Linked DNA regions of Mus musculus: region 1 is linked to region 2. A link is a contact called in public Hi-C data. All regions are on one chromosome and are shown on one strand. The core of a region is the stretch at or near the end of the contact, and the rest is flanking DNA. Distances in the headings are between cores, read along the strand shown.

Region 1 (7,167 bases), core at 204-2,703, 89 kb after region 2:
ACTAGTTACTCAGAAACCGAAGCAGGAGGAACACATGAGAAACCTGATGCAAAACAAAAATTAAAATGGAGTAGAGGTGTGGGTCAGTGGTAGAGGTCTTTGCTTAGCATGTGTGAGTCTCTAGGCTTGAGTCCAGGAAAGGAAGATAGCAAGGAAGACAAGAGGAGAAGCCAAACAACTACCTCCACACCTTCCGGGTGGTTTCCTACACTCACCCTGCACCAGTTGTTACCAAACGTTGTTTTATTTTTATTTTTAAGTTTTAATATTGCATTTATTTATTTAGCTTAAGAGTGTACATACTACATCAATCATGTGGACGTCAGAGGAGAGTGTGTTAGAGTTGGTTGTCTCCTTGTACCATGTGTACTCAGGATTGAACTTGGATTGTCAGACTTGGCAGCACGCATCTTTACCTGTGGAATCATCTTGCAGCCCAGTAATACCCACTCTCTTGCCCTTTTCTGAATGAAATAGGTCTCTAGCTTCTAAAATCGGAAAGTAGCATGGGCAACCCCTACAAAGAAGCCCCATATTTTTCCTCCAGATAATTTTTATAACTGCTATAATTCACCATCCCTGACTCTTCACACTCTTACGTCAAAGTGTTCCATTTAAATTATTTATGATTACCTCATTAACATTTATTGGGCCATATAAAATATGGAAGAAGACTGGCACCCAATGTACAACTTTTTGGCTTTTGATTCAAATATTTAGATTCCAAACACAATGTTTTGGGCAGGTTAATATCGTACTTAAAAATAGAACATTTACAGGAAATATCAGGTATTTATTTTGTGATCAGTGTAAGAAGTAATCTGCCCAGACAAAGCTGAAACTTGGCAAGCAAGACCCTGTCCCTCTACCAACGTATAAGGAAGGCAGGCACAGTGTTTTGTTTCTTCTTGACAACAACTGTGTGTGTCTGTACATGTGACTGTTGCTGTGATAATCACCATGATCAAAAGCAACTGGATGGAGGAAAGGACCGTTTGGCTTATAAGGTCAGTCTACATCACTGAGGAAAGCCAAATCAGGAAGTACAGCAGAGACCAAGGAAGTATGTTGCTTAAATGGCTTGCTTCCCAGGTTTGCCTAGCTAAACATTTTGGTACATCTCAGGCCCACCTGCATAGGGATAGCTCCACCCTCAGTGAGCTGGTACCCTCCTGAATCAAGTTGCAAATAAGAAAATGTTCCACAGGTATGACTACAGGCCAGTTTGGTGGAGGGAATTCTATTGAGGTGACTCTAATTTTTTCAAACTGAGAAAAAATAACCTTCACCCGGAAACATAAAATTGAAGAAGAATGAGTGTGTCTGGGCAGGTGGCTGACACTTAGTGGTGGAGTACTTGTTGAGAATATAAGAGGCTCTAGGTTCAATCCCCACTGGCATCCAAAGGTGGGAAATGAACACACAGTGAGAAGAAATTCTTAGATGCTGATTCAGCCAAACACCCTCACAGAGTGAGTGGATTAAGAAATGGAGACTGTGGGTGCCCCTTTCACCTGTGTGTTCTATGACCCCTCCACAGAGCTTCTGGGAGGACTCACATCAGTCTTCTAGGAAGGCATCGAATCCGGACCCAAGTCCTCTGGTCATTGGTATCTTACAGTTGTCAAGTGTTTTCAATACAAACTCTACTTGTGGAGATCCCAAAAGTATCCCAGGATTACTGAAAGTATACACAGTCAGCTTCAATTGTCCTTCCCCAAGGCAACATCTGCAGCTTGTTAAGGATGGAGTACTTGAGTAATATAGAGAGAATGTGAAAATTGTGGAAGAAAGCAATAGAGCCACCTCCACAGAGCTGGTTTAACTTTGTTTGGCCTGAAATCCCAGCCAGCAAAACACAGAAAATATGACAAAGGCAGCTTTTTAAATGCTTGCTGTATAATTTCCAGTGAGTAGCTAGCCCATTGCTGGAAATGATTCTGAAGGCAAGCTCTTTCCAGCTTGTTCCTCAACTAATTTAGGTGCCTTGTTTGCAGCACCAAATGTGGGATAAAAAGAAAGACGGCTGGTTGCTTCGCACCTGATCTAGAATTCCATTATTATAAGCCAGTTATCCAATTGAAAAAGAAATCATCTAATCTCTCAGCCTATTGATGAAGTAATGAACTCTCACTGCTCCGTAATAAATATTGCATGTGTCAATTGGATTAAAAGAGAGTTTGGAATTTCTTCCTGTGGCACCTGGCACAGTATATCAGGCTGCAGATTTTCTGTCTTGTTTTTGCTGTAGCAAAGATGGAATGTTGTCCTCCAAGGGCCAAATGTCTTTAATTGGCTTGTAAGAACACACCCACAATACTGGCAAATGTCTCCAATAGTGGGGACCTTTAAAGATAATATGACACTTTGCATGGCAAAATGCTAGTGAAATTCAGAGGATTTCTATAACTGGCTGGTTACATAGTTAACAGTCTATGGCTTTTACTCTATCTTTTGCCATGAATACAAAACCCTCCTTTCATATCCACAGGGTTAGTTTTGTTGTTCTGTCTTGTTATTTGTTTTTAATCTATGTCTATTTATGTATGCTGTAGTATGTGGGGATGGGAGACACACATGCCACAAAGCCTGTGAAGGTCACACCTTGTTTAAGACAGGGCCTCTTTTTCACTACTGTATAACCAGGCTGGCTGCCCAAAACTCCCATGGACTCCTGCCTCCACTTCCTATTTGTTGTTGAAGCCCCCTGGCTTACACACACATGCTACCATATTCATCTTTGCATGGGTACTGGACAGATCCACAGCAGTTTACCCACTGAGCCAGTACCCCAACCAGTTAAGTATTTTTTAAGTGACATAGTGGCTAATTTCATTAACTAATTGCACCCTTCCTTTCTGAATCAGCAAATATTTGACCTCAGGAGAGGATAAGACATCCTGATGAATGCTAAGAAGCATCATTTCCTGAAACAGCAACCTGTCCTTTTTACTATAGTACTCTATCTGCCAGACTACTAGATTATTGTGAATATCAGTACCCATTTCATCCAGTAAATTCCTTTGCAAGTGTGCTTTATCTGGAACTTGGCCTGGTAAAAGATATGATGACACTCTTAACTCTTATCTATTTAAATGTAATAGTAATGTGCCTACCTTTTTCTCCACACAGCAAAAGATCTGTGAAAAACAATGTCGCACATAAGGTCAATCTGAGGTTCACTTCAGAAAGGCTCCATGTGGTATTTCTGCCTTCCTTGTCTAGTCTAGAGTTTGAATAATTGCTGCTGACTGTCCAAGCAGAACACTGCACAATTTATTTCCCTCCTTTCCTGGCTGAATATTAGCCTCACTTCTCCAAACTACCCAGGTCTAAGGACCCAATTCAGACCCAAAACAAAATCCAAATAGACTTCCTCAATAAGAGAAAAGAAATTCAGGTTGTTTAAATGTTTTGCAGAAACATTAATGCTTTCAAGGGAAAACATATATAGAATATGTTAAGGAAAATTAAAAAGTTGATCAGTATCAGTGTAGATAGAGTGGGGCTTATTGTCATGGTTCAATTAAGAGTCTAGCACTCCGATCCAACCCCTCTGACTCACTAGCTCGAGGAGAGTAGACAAATTGTAATCCATCCCTTCCTAAGACTCAATTTTCTCATCTGTGAAATGATGGAGTTGGCTTGCTCCCAAAGGTCCCATTAAACTCTAACGGGTTGAGGCTGTGACTCTATAAAACATAGAGATGACTAAAATTGGAGAAGGAGGCAGATGGTATATTGGACTCAAGAGCTCAGGCCAGGATAAGCTCTGACTACTTCCTGAGAGCAATGAGTCAAAATGTGGAAAGAAGAGCGACTTTGTTTAAGAAGATGCGAGCATATTAACAACAAACAAATGTGACCAGAGAAGACCAGAGAAGGAACTGAAGCAGGTCAGAGGGTACCAGAGTCTACTTCTAAAGTTCAGAAAGCAAGTGCCCAATGAGACATAGATGTGTAAGAATAACAAGACAATTGTTAAACATTAGTGAAAACATTACTGTGAATAGAAAAGGAGAGAGAATGCCAGTACAAACCTGGGCCATCACATACCCATACAGCCATGCTCTTTAAAAGACAAACTGTGTGGCTCACGGTAAACACGCTTTTAGAAAACCAAAATTCTTTGTCAGTGTCTATGATCTGACCATGCTAGAAAGCTCTGGCATTGTAAGTGTTTGATAGGGGAAAGAATCCCTGTTGAACTATTCTATGAAGATTCTCTGCAGAAGTGTAAAGAGGCAGAGAGGGCAAGGTATGGTCAGGAAAACTCTGTATTCTCAGTGACCCTAGTCTGAAGTGTCTAGAGAAACAAATAAACAACTCAACAGGTAAAGGTGCTTGCCACTGAGACTGAACACTTGTGTTTGGACCCCAGGACCTACAACTTAGAAAGAGGTCCTCTGACCCAAGACAGAACCAAATAGGGGGTGGGGGTAATTCTGCTATATTCATAGATCAGTTCCTAGCCAAATTAGCATCAGAAAGGCATGGTTCAGAAACTAATGGGAGCAAACAGATGTAGAGACCCACAGTTACACACTACACAAAGCCAGAGGAACTCCAAAGAAGAGGGAGGAAGGATACTAGGAACCAGAGAGGCTAAGAACATCACAAAAACATGACCCACAAAATCAACTAAGTAGGGCGCATAGGGGCTCACAGAAACTGAAGTGACAATCTCTAACCCTATATGGGTCTGAGTTAGGTCCTCTGCATATACATTATGGTTATATATCTTGCTGCTCTTGTGCTACTCCTAAAACTGGGAGGTTGTGGGGGAGTATCTCTGATGATTTTTGCCTGTCCCTGTGATCTTTATCCTCTGCTCATTGTGAATCTGGGGGAGTGGGGAATGTGGCAGGGCTGGGGCAAGCAGAGGTAGGAGAAACTGTGGTTGGGATATACTGTACATAAAGAGTGAAAATAAAAGTAAAAACAAAAATTTTAAAAAGTTCCTCTTACCCTGGCAATCACATGCTACACACACACACAGACACACACACAGAGACACACACACACACACACACACAAAGATAAATAACTAATGTGGAGAACAACAGAAGAAGATACCCAATGTATCATGTGAGGTCAGAGGCCAGAGCTTCTACATGAGCTCTGCTTATTGGCACACATATATGCATGCACATATACACAACACATATACACATGTACACACAAAAAGAAACAGCAAAGTGACCTCTGTGACATGAACAGACAAGTCCAATGTTGGCTGCTTTATTGGGTTCTTATATCTACCACCCTTCTCCATCCCAACCCCTTCCAACCCCCAACACTAGGGAGGAGAGAAAGACAGTTAGAGGAAAAGGGGAGCAAAGATCTCTTTAGACTACTTCCTGATGATTAAGGATGTTGGGTTCCTTGGAGCAAGTCCAGTCTTCATCATCAGGATAGCTAATTTCTTCTTGTCTCTCTTCTCGTGACCACTTAACAAACTATAGAAACAGGCACCAGCAGCAGCAACAGAGGTAGAAGGAGCCTCCCCCTCTCAGAGCTATGGCACTTTTATATATACTCTCAGAGTCTCCAGAATTTTAAATATAATCCACCTTTAGCTTGCAGAATCACACCCTGCCAGAGCATGAGACCAATCATAGTCTGCTACCGTGAACAACCTAAAGCAGCCTCATATTGCACACCTGGGATTAAAACAAAAACATACTCACATAACATTTCTGTATTTTTAAGGAAACCAAAATTTTTCACTACACAGCAAGGTTGGAACCTACAGCCTAAGGACTCAAACCAGCATCTGTAGTTATGGGGAAATGGGCAGTGGTAACATGGGAAGGGAAGAGACACTGTTTGAAGCATAGCTTTCTAACTTCAACTTCTCTGGACCTAGCAGTCATAGGATGTGAGTGTCTAAACAAAGCAGCAGCATTAGTGTCTTCTCCAAAGGTACCATGAGTTAATACAATAGTACATTTTAAAACCACATGATAAGCTGGGCATAGTGGCGTATGAATGTAATGCTAACATTCACAATTGTGAGGCAGGAGGACTGCAAGTTTGACATGAGCCTGAAATCCATAGTGAGACCTTTTCTCAAAAGAAAAGAAAGAAATAGAAGAAAATTCATAAAACATGTAATTTTTTTAGAGTGAAAATTTGTAGAGTGAATCTATATTGCAGCAAATACACATTTTTATTCCTTTTTCAAAATTCACAAAACAAGGATAAAACTCTTAGATGAACCATTTGGTTGAATTTTTTACTTTGGTTAAAAAGGATCTATAAATGTGAGTCTTTAAAACACTTTTAACCCATACTCTGATGCATAATGTGGGCTTTGAAGCTATTTTCTTTATATACACCAGTGGACTTCTAGGAGGTGTCAAGAAAGATATCTTTATAAAGAAAGAATTTTCTTTAAAGATACAAAAAAGGCATTCTTGGGAAAAATGAAGTAAGAGTGAAGTGTCACCCTTTTGGTTGCTCCCCACCTCCAAGACTAGAGAGGAAACTCTAGGCTTCTCTTGTGATTCTTGCACAAATGTTCTGCTAACTGAGATATAGCCTTAATCTAAACAAAACAGTGTAAAGCAAATGCTAATACTACTTATGCCTTTGACCTCGGTTACTTCCGTTGCTGCAGAAGAATTCTGACAAAAGCAACTTAAGGGAGAAAGGGTTTATTTTGGGTCACAGCTCAAGGGTGCACCGTGGTCAAAAAGTCATGTCAGCCAGAGCATAAGTCACATTGTGTTCATGGCCGGGAAGCTTAAAGGAATGAAGGCTGAAGCTCAGCATGGGTCCTTCTTCCATGTAATATGAGCCCCTGGTCCTTGGGATGGTGGTGTGCACATTTAAGATGAGTCTTCCCTCCAAAGGGAGACCTGGAAAGGCGAAAGCATTTGAAATGTAAATAAAGAAAATATCCAATCCCCCCCCCCAAAAAAAACCCCATCAGTCTTCCCACCTCAATTAACCAAGACTAGAAAAGTCCTCACAGACATGTCCGAGTTTGTCTCCTAGAGGATTCTTGATTCTGTCAAACTTCCTAAGTCTATCCTTTGTCAACTTGACACCTCAGAATGCTGCTTTTAGCCCATAACCTTCTACTTCTTGTCACCACAGGCTCCTGGCCATCTCATAGTGTAAAACGTGTTCAATCCAACGTCAAAAGCCCCCGTGCTTTTT
Region 2 (7,481 bases), core at 158-2,657:
CTGAGAAGATATTTACGTGCTGCGACCTGGAAGGGACATAAAGGGACGTTGGTAACATCCTCCATGTACTATCTTACCTTTCTCCACTTCATCAGTCAGCAAAAATATGGGATTACCAACAAACTACTCATACACATCACAAACTCCTGTCAAAGGAAGAAGAGATCATTTTTATGTAAAAGCCAGGGGACCAGGGCATTTGCTGCAAGATCATACCTTCTATATATGACAGGGAAACTACACCCATGAAATCTCAACAATATGGTTGCCTGATAAAGGCCTGCATAATACCAGTTGACACACTAATCTGATTGGGGTCAAAGAAGGGTGATGACTAATATATAGCATACTGACATATAGAACTATCATGTGGAAGTCTACTCATTTCTATAATTATTAAAACAATTATGTTAATTAAAACAATAACAAAGGAATGAATGTTTTAGTTTTTTAGGCAATATCTTGCTATGCAGCCTAAACTGGCCTCATATCTTTCTACTTCTACCTCTAAAAGGCTGGGATTACAGGTAGGAGCCACCAGCCTAGCCCAGATTCTTATGTTAATGATTATGTGGTGTTAACAACGCATATCAAGAGAAATCTATACAGCAGAAAATCTATTTATTACTGCATATTAACCCTGAAACTGCCTTTTGCAAAGAATGTGCATACTATCAAGTTCCATCTATGCAATTCATATTTCACTAAGGAAATTACCTGGGAGCAGGAAACAAAAGAAGGCAAGAAGAGGAACATCTATAATTCAAATGCTTCAGATTCCTACTAGGCCTGCCTTCCTCTTCACCAGAGTTTTAGCCCCATATACCCTGTACATCTGGTCCAGTGTGTCTCTTACTCGGCACTACTCTGAACAAGCATCACAAACATTTGACTCTAGAATCTCTGACATACTCTTTGCTGTGGTTTACCACCAGCCTTTGTCACTAGTAGATTTTCTCCAGAAACTTTCATGTAAATTCTCACCAAGTTACCATTAAACTCATTCTCTTTGTACACTGAGGATCCACTCTGGGCTGAATAGTCAGGATGCTCTCAACACCCACCTTTCTAAATTGTAGGCAATGTTGCCAAGTAACACAGTGACACACACACCATCCAAAACCCCGAAGCCTCTGTTGCCTTTAAACTATTTCCAGATTAGTGTCAGAGGAACTTAGAGAAATCTGCCTTGACAGATTCCAGACTCAATATCCAGTCCGCTTTGCTGTTGATGCAGGTAAGACACGAGGTCCAAGTTGGAAAGGCTGACCCTTGCCCTTCTCATAACTTAGTTCAGCCCACAGCAGCCCACCTCAGATCTCTGCAGTTGCTTCTGTGCTCTGCTGTGAGGGCCCTGCCTTCATTAGTTGCTTCTTGGCTCCAGTCCTGCCAGCTGTCTTCACTGCAGGACACTGCTGACCTCTTATCCAGCTCGTGTCTGAGCAGCTCTTGCCGTCCGCCGTCCTTCGTCCTTCGCTGCTTGCCTGCCAGCTGCTGAGATCTCTCCCACCTATAAGCCCATTTTGCATCTGCTGGATCTTCTAATTCTCAACTTCTGAAAAAGAGGCTCAGATCCCCTCAGTATAAAAGAGAAAGAAAACAGCAGCAATAAACGTTTTTAAAATGTTCAATGACCAAAACTTAACTCAAAATCAAATGCATAACGCATATGAAATGTTCCTGGGGGCACAAACCTGGGCTTTAGGAAAAGACCTCGCTTCAGCCTAGTTTCTGAACATGCCTGTGCTCATTGAACTGCACAGGATGTCTCGACACTCGGTCCCACCCTGGCTCAGATTCAAGAATTATTGTGTGCTATGAATTTTAGTATTTTTACTGTACATACCAAGCTTTCTGCTCTTACAGAAATATAATGTTTAATTACACAGAGAAAAGACTTTTAATATTTCCCTGAATCTGTCCTCAGTATGTAAGTATATAGTTGGTATAATTTTGAGTTGTATTAATTAGTCTTACAAATTGCCATGTGAGCTGGTGACTTGACTTTCAGTGTAAAAATTGTTAAATTAATTTTGTCTTGAGTCAGGAAAGAAATTCTAAAATGGTCATAAGCATACTTCTGCCATTTTGTATACTGTGTATTTATATGAAGTGATCCTCTCAACACTGATGATTATATGATCAAAATATTGACCAACTGTGAAAAATGCTGAAGATGCTCTGTCCTACAGTGTCTAATTTTCAGCTAATATTTAGTTCCTTCTGTCCATGTTTTCCAAGTTTTTACACCTAATAAAGACAACAATACAAAATCACAATTTCTATTTTTCCAGTTGTTCATGACACTAGATAGTCACAGGATAAATACGTTAAAAATTAAGACACCACTTAGGTATATTCATCTCTTCTTGGACATACACCAAAATGCCAAAAAAAAAAAAAAAATCGGTCTACAGAACTGGGCACTGTTAGGTTCTAGGACTGGAAAGATGGATGAGGAGGAATCAGCAAATTCAGCCAACAATGAGTCAATGGCGGCATCAGTAAGCAGGACATTTGCCTCCTCCAGATCCCTAATTCACAATGGTGGAGTTCTGGGCAGCAGAGAGTGAAGCTGTGTGGTCCAGGACTACCTATGTTTGATCCTCAACATCACAGCAGAAAGGCAAAGGGAAGGAAGGGAAGAAGAAAGGAAGGAGTAAGTGAGAAAGAGAAGGAGAAAGGGGCTTTGCTCGCTGATGCTTCCTCTCCTACAAGTTTGAAATTGTGTGATAACAAAAGAGATGGGCCTCCTATGCACTAGGAGTATTTATTTGTATGCTTGTAACTGCATTCTCCCTGGCAAGGGAAAGGGTGGCTCCCAATATGACTATGTTTAATGATGTGGCCCAGGAACTTGAATCAGGGGCTGCTCTCCAGTGGCTTTCTGTTTGAGACATTCCTCCAAAAGGGCCAGAGCAACTGAGAGGAAGGAAATGAGATGGGTCCCCCTGCACACCTGCCCCAGGCTGTCATCAGGACTGGCAGCAGTGCAGGACCAGCTGGGCCTTTTGAAATGGTTATTGGGACATCTCCCCAGCTCTGCTGCGGCTAGTCCAAAGCTGCTGGCAGCAATGTGCCTTCCTCCTTCTTCCCAATCTCACCCCCCACAATCCATTCCTCAAGGGTGTAGAACACTTCCTTTATGTTTTTTTCCTGTATCCATATGGTGCGGGGTTCGGAAGGGGAGAATTTTGGGCTGCCAGCCCAGCCAGAAGCTGAAGAATGTTCCCCCCCACTTCCTACCTCACATATACACAACCTCTTCCAGAATCTCAAAAGGAAGTCATTCAGGAAGATCTTTTGGAAAGATCTCCGTTTCCCACTAGAATTTCCATTCTCCAGGCTTCATAGGGACTCTCATGAAAATACAGGAACACTGAAACTCAGGGACCCTCTAGATTAAACATTCTACAAGGATAATGGAGTAGCCAAAACACTGGCTGTTGATCTGCTGGGCTGCATCTTCCTAGGAAAGGCCAGACAGAAGGTCTGTCCTAGTACCAGCAGTGTGTGGACATCTATCTGAAGAGCGACACTGGTCAGGCATTACTGGTTACCTGTTCTACCATAGGTTACTCCACTGATACTTGGTCAGTACTCTTCTGGATGTGGCTCTGACCCTACCATGCAGAGCTATTACTCAGGTAGTAGTTTCTGAAGTTGATTTATTTGTTTCTGACAGAAAATTCAAGGCCACTTGGATACATAGGAAGTTTAATAAGACCAGCCTGGGCTACAAGAGAACTTGTGAACTCCCCCAAAAAGTTCATGTCTTCTGTCTTATATAGCAAGTGCTTTTATTAGCTGAGCTATCTCTCTCCTCCCCCAAAAGTCTTAATATCTAATTTATTTCTTCCCTTAGCAATGAGTGCCGTCCAACTCCTGAGAATAGTTTATACTAAGCAGTTGCTTAGTTTCTCTCTCTTTCTCTGGTTGACTACAAATGAAGTTTCTAGTGCGTCTTCTAGATGCTTCATGACTTTTCCTCACCACTCTCTGGTTGTAAATGACAAAGCAAATGCTCACCATAGTGCAAAGTGCAAGCACCATCTAAGCAGATAGACAAAGCTCTACTGTCTCCCCTTCTACTGAACTTTTCTGAGCCTCAGCCTGACTCCTGCTTCTGACTGAATATCTGTAAAGACTGAATACTGTTATCTAGATAGAAAAAAATGATGGCTATAGTATGTTTAAGTATACACACGGTTTCACATACATGGCCTTTTCCACACACTAACCACACCTCACTCTTTAGGACATAATATTTTCAGGATGATCCCTCTTTCTGCCACTCTCACAAAAAGAATTAAGTCCACACTGTCTGGTTTTGACACAGGACCTCACATATTCTATTCTGCCTTGAACTCCTTATAGACTCAAGGATGACCTTGAACTCTAGATTCTCCTCTCTCCTCCTCCCAAGTTCGCAGAGTAAGGTGTGTGCTAACACACCCAGCATACCCAGCACACCCGGCACACCCACCTTCACTTTTTCTTTTCAGTGCCTTCCTAACATTTCATTATGTAGGTTCACTGCGATCTGCTCTGCAGGTTTTCTCTTCTGCTCCAGAGTCTGTGCTTACAATTATTTACTTCTGACTTGTTTTCACATGTTATTGTTTTGTTTTAATAATTAATTTTTTCCTTGTTTTTTTATTTTTTGTACCGATTTTCAATTGATTGGTTGATTGATTTTAAGCCCCGGCTTGCCTTGAACTTGTGGTAATATTATTTCCTGTCACAGGCTTTTGAATGCTGGGATTTAAGGTCATATAGAAGATTGCACAATCCAAGGTTTTCAGCAACTAAAAGGTTTATACTTTTTCAGAAGGGTGCCTGGTGGTGGGTGATTAGCTGAACCAACAAGCACCCTGAGCAGGGTCCAGCTGGGTATGTTATTCAAAGGGGTTTGTTAGCACAAAGGTGTCCTATAACTTACTTTGCGTAGTCAGAGGTTGGCCTCAGATTCTTATAAAAGTGGCTATCTGAAAGCAGTGCTGTTAACAAGCAAGGTGCAACCTTTGAGAACAAGAAGTCCCCTTATGCACAGAGCATAGCCTTAAGCACATACTGAGATCTGGAAGAAAGAAAGAAAGAAAGAAAGAAAGAAAGAAAGAAAGAAAGAAAGAAAGAAAGAAAGAAAGAAAGAAAGAAAGAAAGAAAAAAGTTAAAAAAAAAAAAAAAAACCTCACTGTGGAAGGGAGTTTTGTGAGATGGCATCTTTACAAATTTCATTTTAGATAGAAGCCCCTTTGTCTCATGTAACCCTTTGGTAGAAAGTTCCCACAACTGCATCCCTAGCTTTCTTGAATTCCCTTAAGCTCAGTTTTCCCTGTGGCAAGTGAGCTCTCTGCTTGTTCCCACCTGGGTTGGGTGGAGCTGTTCTCTGACATGGCAGGCTACTCCCACCTTCCCTAACTGTGTCTCTGATGGTCCTGCTTTTCAGACCTCTTTTCACTGGTCTCTGCAGGGCGGGTGCTTTTCAGAGAAGGGCACCATCCACTATCTACTTATGGCACTCTTGGGTTTGATTTTACAAGGTACATGTCACCTTTGACCCTGTGTCCCTCAAGGATGGCTCCCCAGCCTTAGTCTTCCAGTAGAGAACTGTGATCTTGCTAGACAGCTATGTCAGTTACCTCCTAAGCTACAGCCTTCTATCTGTACGCATCCACCTGCTTCTGTCAGCCCAGCCACCACCCTCCTCTCCATATCTTTACTTTCCAGGGATCACCACTTTCTGGGTGAAAGTAATTTGCATTGCTGGGCGTTTCGAAGCATGAAGGAAGAATTTCTAGATGAAAGTCACTAAAGGGATTGTCACCCAGTACTGTTCTTATTTGCACAGAATTACAGATCATATAATTTGAACATTCTCCTTTATACAATAGGGGCAAGAGACAGATTTCGTTACAGTAACAAAGCAAGGGCAGCTCCTCTTCAGATTGTTGCTGTCCACATGGCAAAGTTTCCTTGGAGTCAGTCTTGTTTGGTTTGATTTGATTGTTTGTTTTTGCTTTTGTTTTGTTTTTTTGGACAAGGTCTGGCTATATCACCGTGAACTCACTATCTTCTTGACTCATGTTGCAGATTGCAGGGATGCACCACAACCACTAGCTGAGGAATATTTTCTTCTAGTATTTTTTTTAATTATGTATACAGATGTATGCACGTAAGCGTAGGTGCCTGCAGAGACCAGAGGTGTCAGATAGTGCTGAGCTGGAGCTACAGGTGGTTGTGAAAACTGAGTTTGGCTTCTCTGCAAAGCACCTAAATTTGCCTTAGGATTTTGACACTTGCCAGGACCTCCCTCCCACATGGCCTTTAGAAACACACCAGACCCAAACACAGGAACGAACATTGTTCAATACAGAAAGCAACATGCATAGGATTTCTCATCTCTGTTACTGCTGTACATCAAGTCATGACTTCATCAAAACCATAATACCCCACAAAAGAGATGTCAATTGAGATGTTATCTGTGAAGCTCCTGACTCACAAAGATATCCCTTCCCACTTTCTTAAAGGTCCAACAGGTTTTTTCCTCCTGAATGGGGGCATCTTTGTTCAGACACAGCCTGAAGGCTGCAAGTATCCAGCTGTTTAAATGAAGCTAGCCAGTATCTGTCAGGAAGACTGCCACATGCAGCTCATTTTTTATAGAACTCAATTGAAAGATTATCTTCAAGTGGCACAGATTCCTTCCAATCTGTCTGGGCCAGTGCCCTGAGCAGACCTCGGGCGCAAACTCCACAGCCAGCCCCACAACACCCAGAAGCAGCTCCACTCCCAGGCGCACTAACATACCCAAGATCAGAGGATCCCAGGAGCTTGGTCACACCAGGATCTCAAGGTCCCAAAGGAAGCTTGACTCCTAAGAGCTGAGACACACCCAGGATCTCAGGATCTCAGGACCATAGGATCCCAGAGGCAGCTTGACTCAGAGGAGTTCTGACAACCAGGATCACAGGAAGGACAGGCTCCAGTCAGACATAGCCAGAGCAGATAGCACTACAGGTAACTAGATGGGGGGGAGGGGATGGGGGGACAGGGGGGTTTGCAAATGTAAGAACAACAGAATACAAGGTTACTTGATATCATCAGAACCCAATTCTCCCACCATAGCAAGTCCTGGATACCCCAACACACCGGAAAAGTGAGATTCAGATCTAAAATCACTTCTCATGATGATGATAGAGGACTTTAAGAAGGACATAAAAGGACATTAAAGAAATAGCGAAGAACACAGGTGAACAGGTAGAAGCCCTTAAAGAGTAAACACAAAAATCCATTAAAGAATTACAGGAAAACACAATCAAACAGGCGAAGGAAAGGAACAAAACCATTCAGGATCTAAAAATGGAAATAGAAACAATAAAGAAATCACAAAGAGAAACAACCCTGGAGTTAGAAAACCTAGGAAAGAGATCAGAAGTTATAGATGCAAGCATCACCAACAGAATACAAAAGACAGAAAA

What was found. A called contact is a pair of places that touch in the nucleus more often than the background predicts.
Region 1: a Hi-C map of the N1E-115 cell line shows a contact between it and region 2, with 3 times the contacts expected there. The contact joins two enhancer-like sites. A contact is called at or near these places in 1 of 15 datasets of contacts at CTCF or cohesin (the NIH/3T3 cell line), 1 of 484 Hi-C or Micro-C datasets (the N1E-115 cell line) and 1 of 115 datasets of contacts at active chromatin or transcription factors (embryonic stem cells).

What each region holds. Positions count from the first base shown.
Region 1 is chr3:21,857,853-21,865,019 of GRCm38.p6, forward strand. It overlaps Gm31813 (a long non-coding RNA gene), which reads right to left. Exons shown (of 8, transcript XR_001783797.2): 8 at 5,210-6,863. Among named protein-coding and RNA genes, the nearest start is that of 7530428D23Rik, 61 kb to the left of the region's middle. Within about 2 kb of position 1,454, at least 8 of the 459 cell types and tissues checked have an H3K27ac peak or open chromatin away from gene starts, as enhancers often do. A contact at or near this core is called in the N1E-115 cell line, where this site is marked.
Region 2 is chr3:21,768,969-21,776,449 of GRCm38.p6, forward strand. All of the region lies in intron 1 of 7530428D23Rik (RIKEN cDNA 7530428D23 gene), which reads right to left. Among named protein-coding and RNA genes, the nearest start is that of 7530428D23Rik, 28 kb to the right of the region's middle. Within about 2 kb of position 1,408, at least 15 of the 459 cell types and tissues checked have an H3K27ac peak or open chromatin away from gene starts, as enhancers often do. A contact at or near this core is called in the N1E-115 cell line, where this site is marked.